Regions from separate parts of the Mus musculus genome. Here region 2 is linked to region 1. The links are chromatin contacts, called in public Micro-C maps. All regions are on one chromosome and are shown on one strand. The core of a region is the stretch at or near the end of the contact, and the rest is flanking DNA. Distances in the headings are between cores, read along the strand shown. Region 1 holds the start of Gulp1 (GULP, engulfment adaptor PTB domain containing 1). Region 2 overlaps Gulp1 (GULP, engulfment adaptor PTB domain containing 1).

The links. A called contact is a pair of places that touch in the nucleus more often than the background predicts.
Region 2: a contact with region 1 is called in a Micro-C map of embryonic stem cells, with 2.0 times the contacts expected there. The contact joins the enhancer-like site here to the promoter of Gulp1 in region 1. A contact is called at or near these places in 4 of 39 promoter capture datasets (the 3T3-L1 cell line, embryonic stem cells, liver and 1 more), 3 of 484 Hi-C or Micro-C datasets (embryonic stem cells and muscle stem cells), 4 of 115 datasets of contacts at active chromatin or transcription factors (embryonic stem cells and neural progenitor cells) and 3 of 9 other capture datasets (adipose tissue, liver and pancreatic islet).

What each region holds. Positions count from the first base shown.
Region 1 is chr1:44,549,911-44,554,051 of GRCm38.p6, reverse strand. It overlaps Gulp1 (GULP, engulfment adaptor PTB domain containing 1), which reads right to left and starts at 2,381. Exons shown (of 11, transcript NM_028450.3): 1 at 2,180-2,381. It overlaps Gm39635 (a long non-coding RNA gene), which reads left to right and starts at 2,595. Exons shown (of 3, transcript XR_865406.1): 1 at 2,595-2,672; 2 at 3,342-3,743.
Region 2 is chr1:44,611,914-44,616,054 of GRCm38.p6, reverse strand. All of the region lies in intron 1 of Gulp1 (GULP, engulfment adaptor PTB domain containing 1), which reads right to left. Among named protein-coding and RNA genes, the nearest start is that of Gulp1, 62 kb to the right of the region's middle. Within about 2 kb of position 2,229, at least 10 of the 459 cell types and tissues checked have an H3K27ac peak or open chromatin away from gene starts, as enhancers often do. A contact at or near this core is called in embryonic stem cells and stem cell-derived epiblast-like cells, where this site is marked.

The DNA.
Region 1 (4,141 bases), core at 1,132-3,631:
TAATAAAGAAAAGGGTCTGAATTTCAGATAAGGCTCAGGGTTTCTAGATTGCCTGGAATTGAGAAAGGAGCAGTAAGTTTGCACCCTGATTTATCCTGCTTCAGGGAAAGGAGGAAGATTTGTTTATTATGGGGGCTCTTCTGTAATACAAGAAAGACATACTAGATGAATTTTCCCCTTTAATTCTATGATCCCAAATCCAAGCTATCTGAAATTAATTGAATTAATCAATTTAGGTGGAAAACCATCTGCTCAGTGCTGGTCTTTCATTCTTACTGGCCATGAAAACAAAGAAGAAAGGTCAAGGCCTGAAGGACTGAAGTGGCAGCTAACAAGGTGCATCTGGAGAAGACCGAGTAACAGGGTAAGCACACGCAAACTGTTGCTATTTCAGAGCAAGGGTGGAAAGGACCACACTTCCCTTTGGGCCTTCTTAACTCTCCTTGATATTCAACTGCATTCTATGCTTAGTCAATTGTTTTTGTTTTTATTTTTTTCCCCAAAGACTCTTAGTCATTTAAAGTTTTCATTTTAAAAGAACCCCCCTATTTAAGCCCCAGTACCACCACCAAGCCATTCAAATTATGCCCTGCAACTTCCCGAGTCTCTTTCAGGCCTGCCTACTGAGTTCAGTCTAGTTTGGCTGCCTGCCAGATTCTTCCATTCTTTTCTTGTCAGTCTTAAAAACTTGGGAAATGCTCCTGGACAGCTCAAGGAGAGTTTAATTATGCAGTGAAGCAGTACCTTAGTCTCACCGTTGTTTCTAGAAAAGCTTGCAGACACCAGCGTCCAAACTCTCCCATTCGGTGGGTTTTCTAGCAATTTCTAGCTATTTGATTATGAGGAAGAAGGAGGGAAAGGCTGGCAGAGCAACCAGGCAATTTGCAAAACTGAAAAAAAAAATCCAATTCCTTTCAGGATTTTCCACCTCTCATCGTTTACTCTGTTTTCTAATTCGTACTCTTTTACGACCTGTTCAGCCATATGGACTACATAAAATCATAGGTATCCTGGCCTCTGCAAGCCCTAGAATTAATAGAATTGACAGAGTCTAGAAAGTTTTCATTCTTAAATGTTGGTGCAGCATTTTTAAAAGCAGACAGAATACACAGTTATTAAATCTTCCTAATTGATATTATGTTGTCAAACAGACTGAAATATCGCACGTAAATGTCTATTAACAAAGACAAGCTCCATCAAGAAAAACTAAGACGCTGTGTGTGTGTGTGTGCGTGTGCGTGTGTGTGTGTGTGTGTGTGTGTGTGTCGGGGTGAGGTAGGGGTGTTCCTTGACTGCCAGCCCACACTTGAGAGTTTCCCCAACAGCAGCTGTATCTCCCTCACTCTACCTTGGCACGCTATTTCTAGCTGCAGCGTTCAGCTTCCTGTTCAAGTCCCATTCTACATTGTAAACACATTCCAAGAAAACTAGACTGCCCAGAGTTCCCTCCTGCAAACAGGGAAATCAGCCCAGCAGCCCCAGGATAGAGAGCCAGTTGGGCCACCACCAGGAGGTGGACCAGAGCAAGCAAGCTTGGCAAGCTGAGTCCCACTAACATAACGCCCGCAGAAGCGGGGATCTGACCGGCCTAGCCAAAGGGCAGCCGCATGGACACCGCCCGAGAGTGGGGGCCCTACCCACGTAGGGCTTTAAAGTATCTGCGGCCCAGTCACAAGCTCCTTGCCGCCTCCCCTGCCGCTGCCCACATTTTTACAGCGACCCAAACAAAGCGAGACCAAGCTGGAGGAAGTTGGCTCTCGGGTCGCCTAGTTGACCCAGCGATGCCTCCTTTTGCTGAGCAGCCTCTGTTCCATGCACCCGCAGCGGGCGGGATGGTCCAGCGTCCCCCCACCGCTTGCTCCCGACGCCTGCTAGCCCCCACCTCGCCCAGAAGTTCCTCCTTGGGTCGAGGGGAGGATGCGGCGGGAAGGCACAGGGCTGGCGTCCCTGGGTGGCCCCATCTTCCTCCCTCACTGCCCCCGCCTGCAGCAACAGGTCCCTCTTTCAGTGCCCACAGACTCCCTGTGCCCTCGGGGTCGGAATCTGCGCAACCTATAAGCGGTCGCAGCCCGGTGCCCTCCTCACCCTCCTGCTAACTGCGCTTTCCTCTCGGGGTCTGTTCCTGGTTCCGCGCCACCTGGCCATAGCTGGCCGGACCAGAGACGCTCCCGCTTCCTACCCTGGCTTGTAGAGGGATGCGGTCGCAGGGCTGGGGCAGGCACAGGAGCTCCGGGAACCGTGGCCCACGATCGCGTGTTCGTATCCCACAGGAAAACTTTGTGCAGGTTCGAAAGGCACTGGGCTCCGGACCCTAGGGCTCTGGTCCTCTCCCTCCTTCTAATCCGCTGAAGCCCAAACTGGTGCTGGCGACGGCAGGGGCTGGGTCGGGACTCCCGGTTGCTGAGGGCTAGGATCGCCGGGCTCCCCCTCTCGGCCAGAAGAAAACTCCGGCTCTGTGTGCGCACTAGGGACGCTGGTGGGGTTTTCTGCAGTAATGCAGAACTGTCCTGCTTTTAAAGGCAGACCTGGAGAGGTTAGGGAGTAAGACAGAAAGAAACCGGTTTCCAGAAGAAGCTGTCCATTCTTATTTCAGACGGAGAGAAAACACCGGCCCCGCCCCACTTCCACAGCTCCAGGTTTCCTTTTAAACCTCCTCCCACAGATGCTGTTTGGTAAGAATTTAAAACACCTCTGAGGTTTAACAAAAAAGAAAGTGACACAGAAAGGGCATAAATATAAGTGAGGAGGGCTCTCCACAGCCTCGTGAAACGCAGCTGCAGGGACTAGACTTTTTCTTTTCTTTTTTCTTTTCTTCTCTTCTCTTCTCTTCTCTTCTCTTCTCTTCTCTTCTCTTCTCTTCTCTTCTTTCTTTCTTTCTTTCTTCCTTCCTTTCTTTCTTTCTTTCTTTCTTTCTTTCTTTCTTTCTCTTTTAAACTCTGTCTGAATCTTTGCACGTTACCCCTCCCCCCCGTGGGGCGGTGAAAGGTAGCTGGTCCCTGGTTGAGCTAAGGCTAAATGCCCAGGAGACCATGAAGGGACAGTAGGAGTTTTTGCCTGCTCCTGGACACCAGGCCTCTGTCACTAGCTGTAGCCCCACCTCCATCCTCCATAGATTTGTGGTCATCAGTTACATAAGCGCAACTCCCCAAGCCCCTCCACAGGTAGAGGATATGACCTGTGGTCACATAGGCTCAAATCTAATCTCTATTTTAATGAGGTACTCTCCCTGTAAAAGGTATTTAATCTCAGGCCCACCCTGAGAAGGGGGGTATGGTTTTACACATCCACTTTCTGCCATGACAATAAATGCCTTAAAACCAAGGACTGCCTCTTTTCTTCAGGATCTGCCGCAGGGAGACACGGAGATGACCTTTGTCTACAGAGCCACTGTGTAATCTTCCATAGAAGGCCTCTCTGTGCTCCCAGCCAGGACCCAAGCCCAAGCTAAACTCAAGCCAAGGACTCTCCCCTGAGACCAGCCAGAGCTCCTCCCTTCTTTCCCCCACCCTGGCCCTGGGCTAGATCCAACCCTCGGGCCCCCACTCTGCTTTCAGCTCTTCCTCAGCTTCCAGCCGCACCTGGATGTCCAAGAGCCTGAGAACCAGAAGACCAGGTCTTATCACAGGCCTGGGGAGCTCCAAGCCAGCTCTGGCTGTCCTGCACCTCAGGCTGTGCTTCCCCACCCCCGGAGCAGAGTCCCGTGGCTTCCCTGCAGCCCAACACCCACCCAGGGACAGTGTGGGGTAAGTCCTGTCAAGATTCCCAAGCGCCGGTGCCCTGTAGTGGAGTGGACTTGGGACCCACAACCCTACATCCCCCTACTCCAACACCCTCCCTCCAAAATAATAGGACAACTTTCTCGACAGCCACATTCTACTTATTAGCAATCTTTCTGTGCTTACCTCAGAATTCAGAACAGAAATGGTGTGGAGTTGAGAGGAAAACAGCAAACCATTCCTTTTTTTCTGTAGACCAGGCTGGCCTCGAACTTGAACTCAGAAATTCGCCTCTCTCTGTCTCCCAAGTGCTGGGATTAAAGGCATGCGCCACCACACCCAGCCACAGCAAACTATTCTTAAATGAGCCTGGTAAACTTCTGACTGGGAAAAGAAGAAGAACACATCCTCATAAGAGAGAATCT
Region 2 (4,141 bases), core at 980-3,479, 62 kb before region 1:
CTGAGCAAACTGCCAACAGGACATAGAATTCCCCAACATCAAGGAGTTCACATCACATTACAAAGTGTCACCAATTCTCGATAGTCAAGATATTTTCAAAGCAACTGTAGTAATAAAATGCAATCCTGAAATAAACACAGGAAGCACTGACATTTGACTAATCCTCAGGCTGTTTCCTACCCTCTTTGCTACTGACTATTTCATCTAGAATAACTTTGATATATCTTCTTAATCCCTAAAGCTTACTAATACATGAGCAACATCACTTGTTGAGTTCAGTTTTCTGAGCCCTGCACCAGGTTCTATGGATAAGGTAAGCCTTCTGGAATCATTAGGAGAAATGAACAGTACATTCTTTGGGTCTGTCATTCTCAATGTCTCTATAAAAACATAAAGGTAATATTAAATTCACAAAAACACTAGTATAATATATCCTCTCTCCGATCTAAAATTCACAGTCATCACTATACAGAATATAGTATGTACACTGTCTATAAGAAGCACTTGATCAGAGGCCAACTTTAGTCTTTCATCTTGTGTGATGTAAATAAAGACATGTAACAAATTAGAGATCAGGAAATTGATCCAATCTCAAGCTGAAGGAGAAAGTTCAGTTCGATGATATTTGAAGTAGTGGGTGATAGGTTTGTGTGGGACCATGAAAGGCAGCCTATTTTCTGGTCGTGCTAGGTTTAAACCCTGGAGACCCAGCAGGTGTTCCTGCAAGGAATGGAAGGCCCATTTGCCATGTTGCCAGTCACTAGGCTCCTGATACAAGGCCCCAGCTCCATAATTCTGTGGCCATCAGTCACGTAGAACAATGTGTTAAGTCCCTGGTATTCTGTCTGGACTCCACCCCCACAGTTACCTGGCAATAGCCTGGTAGGCCCGGTCCACTATAAAAGGAGCCGTTTGCCCCCTCCTCCCTCTCTTACTCCTGCTTGCTTCTCTCTTCCCTCTTGCTCCTCCTCTCTCCACATTCCCTTCTCCCCTCTTCATGTGGCCATGGCCGATCTCTACTTCTCTACATTTTCTTCTGTCTTTCTCTACCTCTTCTACCCTCTTGGGTCCCCTTCCTGTCATGACAATACACACCTTAAAACCATGGGCTGTCTCTTCTCATCAGGATCCACCTTGCTGGAGCAATGGAGCAGGTCTTCCTCTAAAGAGCTGAGTCTAATCTCACACAGACATCCAGGAGGCATCTGCGGTAATCAAGAGCCTGAGAACCTGTCAAAGCTGACTTCCATGCAGGCTTGGGGACCCCAAGCCAATTCTGGCAGGTCTGTTGAGACCTCAGACTGTGCTTTCCCACCCCTGGAGCAGGGTCCTGCGGCTTCTCACAGCCTGATGCTTGCAAGGTGGCTTGCAGTCAAACTTTCCATGTCTCACCTCACCCAGTGGCCCTTTGGGCCAGTCTTAGGGGGCTCACTTTTTAACCCACAGGTTTACATGCATGTCTTTGCTTTCTTTTATAAAATAAATCAAGTTGAATATATACAACACAAAGTCAAACTGGTAGGGAAGTGGATATAAATGTGTAAAGACACGGAAATGGTGGGTAATATGATAAACATACAATGTACATATGGTATTCTCAAAAAAAATTTAAACATGTCTTTCTTACATGCATCCAACTTAAATAATATTTATCCATAAAGAACACTGTTACTAACAAAGCTCCAAATGTTTAACTACAAATGTTATCATAATTATGTTAGCATTGTTTTAAATGTTAGGAGATTTTCATTCTCTTTCCAAAATAATCTAGAGGCAAAAAAGCAAAAACATAATTGGGTTCATTTCTCCATATACAATAAACATACTATACTGATTATATATCTTAATGTGTGCATCCTGTAGTGTTTTATGGCAAACTTGGATGTCTATTAGCCATGAGTATCACTAAACTAACGAGTTTACAACACATATTTCCAAACTTAATGGTACTTGAAGAAAGCTTAATTTTATTTAATATCTTTTATCCAAAATATTGTGTAATTATATGTAGAGAGCCGAGTGTGGCACTAGTGGAGACAGAGTGACATGGCTCCTCCCCTTGTTACAGGTCCCTGGTGTAAGCCTCCACAAGTATTGATGGCAACTGTGGACATAAGGCTTGTTTGTGTTGTAATGTACATGTATTTTGAACCCATAGTATTAGAGGACTCTTACCTTCTGAGTAATAGCCTCCCTGTTGATGTTAATGACTCCATGCTAATTAGAAACAGCAGGTGTCCAGGAGTCCAGAGTGTGCTGTCTCAGGAAAATGGTGAACACTAGGCCCTTCAGGACAGCCTTTAAGGGTATGGGGAAAAGCTCTAAATACATGAGTTCAAAAATATATAATTTTTAAATATGTAAAAGGATAAGGATACAATATAAATTATGACAGGCTTCATGAATCTAAAGGAACAGAGGTAGCTACACTATGATCCAGCTTGTCAGAAAGATACATAAAGAAAGGCAGATACAAATGCAGATGAATTCCTAAATTCAGGGTCAGCCTAGGACAAAGCAAGCTTAGGCCCAGGCCTCTTTGGAATGCTAATTTCAGGACACAGTGGGAACCCAGCTACCTTATCCTCTGTGTTTAACAGAGGCAGAAGGATCTCTGAATTCTTTTGCAAAGTTAAGAAAAAAATGTGTGTTTGCTGTTTCCTAAGAACTAAGGAACTGGGGTCACTGGATGCTGCTGCTTAGAATAATCAAAAGGAAGCCTGAAGTAAATGACTGCTTCTTCTCATCGGAATCCACCTTGCTGAAGTAAATGACTGGGTTGATAAGTAAAACAAAAGATTAGACCTGTGTTCTTCAGGAGATGAACCATCCAGAAATATTTTTAGGATACTCACTAATAAGTGGATATTGGCCAAAAATGTTGAGAATACACAGGATACAATCCATAGAACTCAAGAAGGTTAACAAGCTGAAGGGCTCAAGTAAGGATGCTCAATTCCACTTGGGAAGAAGAAGAAAGCAGTCACTGGTGGGGGTGGAGAGGGAGGGAAGGATCTGGGTGGGAAAGGGGACAGGAAGTGGAAGAGGGGAACATAATCATGTATTGGGGGAGGGACAGTACTGAAGCCCTGAGGGCCAGCAGAAAGAATGGAAACAGGCAACCTGGAGAGGTAGGAGTTGGGGGGACCCTCCAGATTGTAGCAGACACCTGGGAGGTGAGAGAATCTCAGGAATCAAAGGGAGGGACCTTGGATGAAATGTCCTACAGTGGGGAGAGGGAGTCCACCTCCAGTAGAAAGACAGGGCATCAAGTGGAGGGATGTGGCTGCCATCCCACAGTCAAAAACTCTGACCCAGCATTGTTCCTGTCTGAAAGAACTGCAGGGTCAAAAATGGAGAAGAGCCTAAGGAAAAGGATGTCCAGTGACAGGCCCAAATTGGGATCCAGCACTGTAATTATTTCAATACTAACAGTACTAACTCCTCCCTCCCCAGGTTGATATTCTGTTCCTTTAGGTATAGCAATGAAAGAAATTGAAACCTGGCATTTAACATCTTCTTTTTATCTGAAGATACAATAGATTAACAACTGATAATCAACACTTGCATAAATATATTTTTGACCCATATAAGTACTGAACAACACCCTCAACATACTATATTCAAAACATATATTGTAGCAATCATTAAATGCTCCTAGCTAGGAAAACTATACTTAACTCTAATTAGTCTATGACTTGGTAAATAGCTGTATGTTTGGACAGGTAATTTCACGATATTAGTTATAAGATCTCTGAAGGATAAGTTTGACAAACAGCTGCTATAGTTTATCATGTGTTTCTCAGATGTTTCATGAGAAATCCTACATTAAATTTTCACTTCCTGCCCTCTAGAATATTTCTAAAGAAAGAATCTACAAACCTACTTTAGTTAATAAGACCCAGAATTCTTTTCAGTTGATGCTACTTAATTCTTTAAGTAAAACAAATAAAACTTCTGTCCAAATTTTAATTAAAGCCACTGATTTCACCCATTGTCTTTTTTTTAACCTCCTTGGGAGTATTTATATTATTATACTATACAATAGTTCCTAGTAGTTTGTCTCAATTAAATGCTATAAGACCAACAGAAGGAGGAAAAGCTGTGTGAAATGCCTAATATTACAGTAGAGTGTCCACAG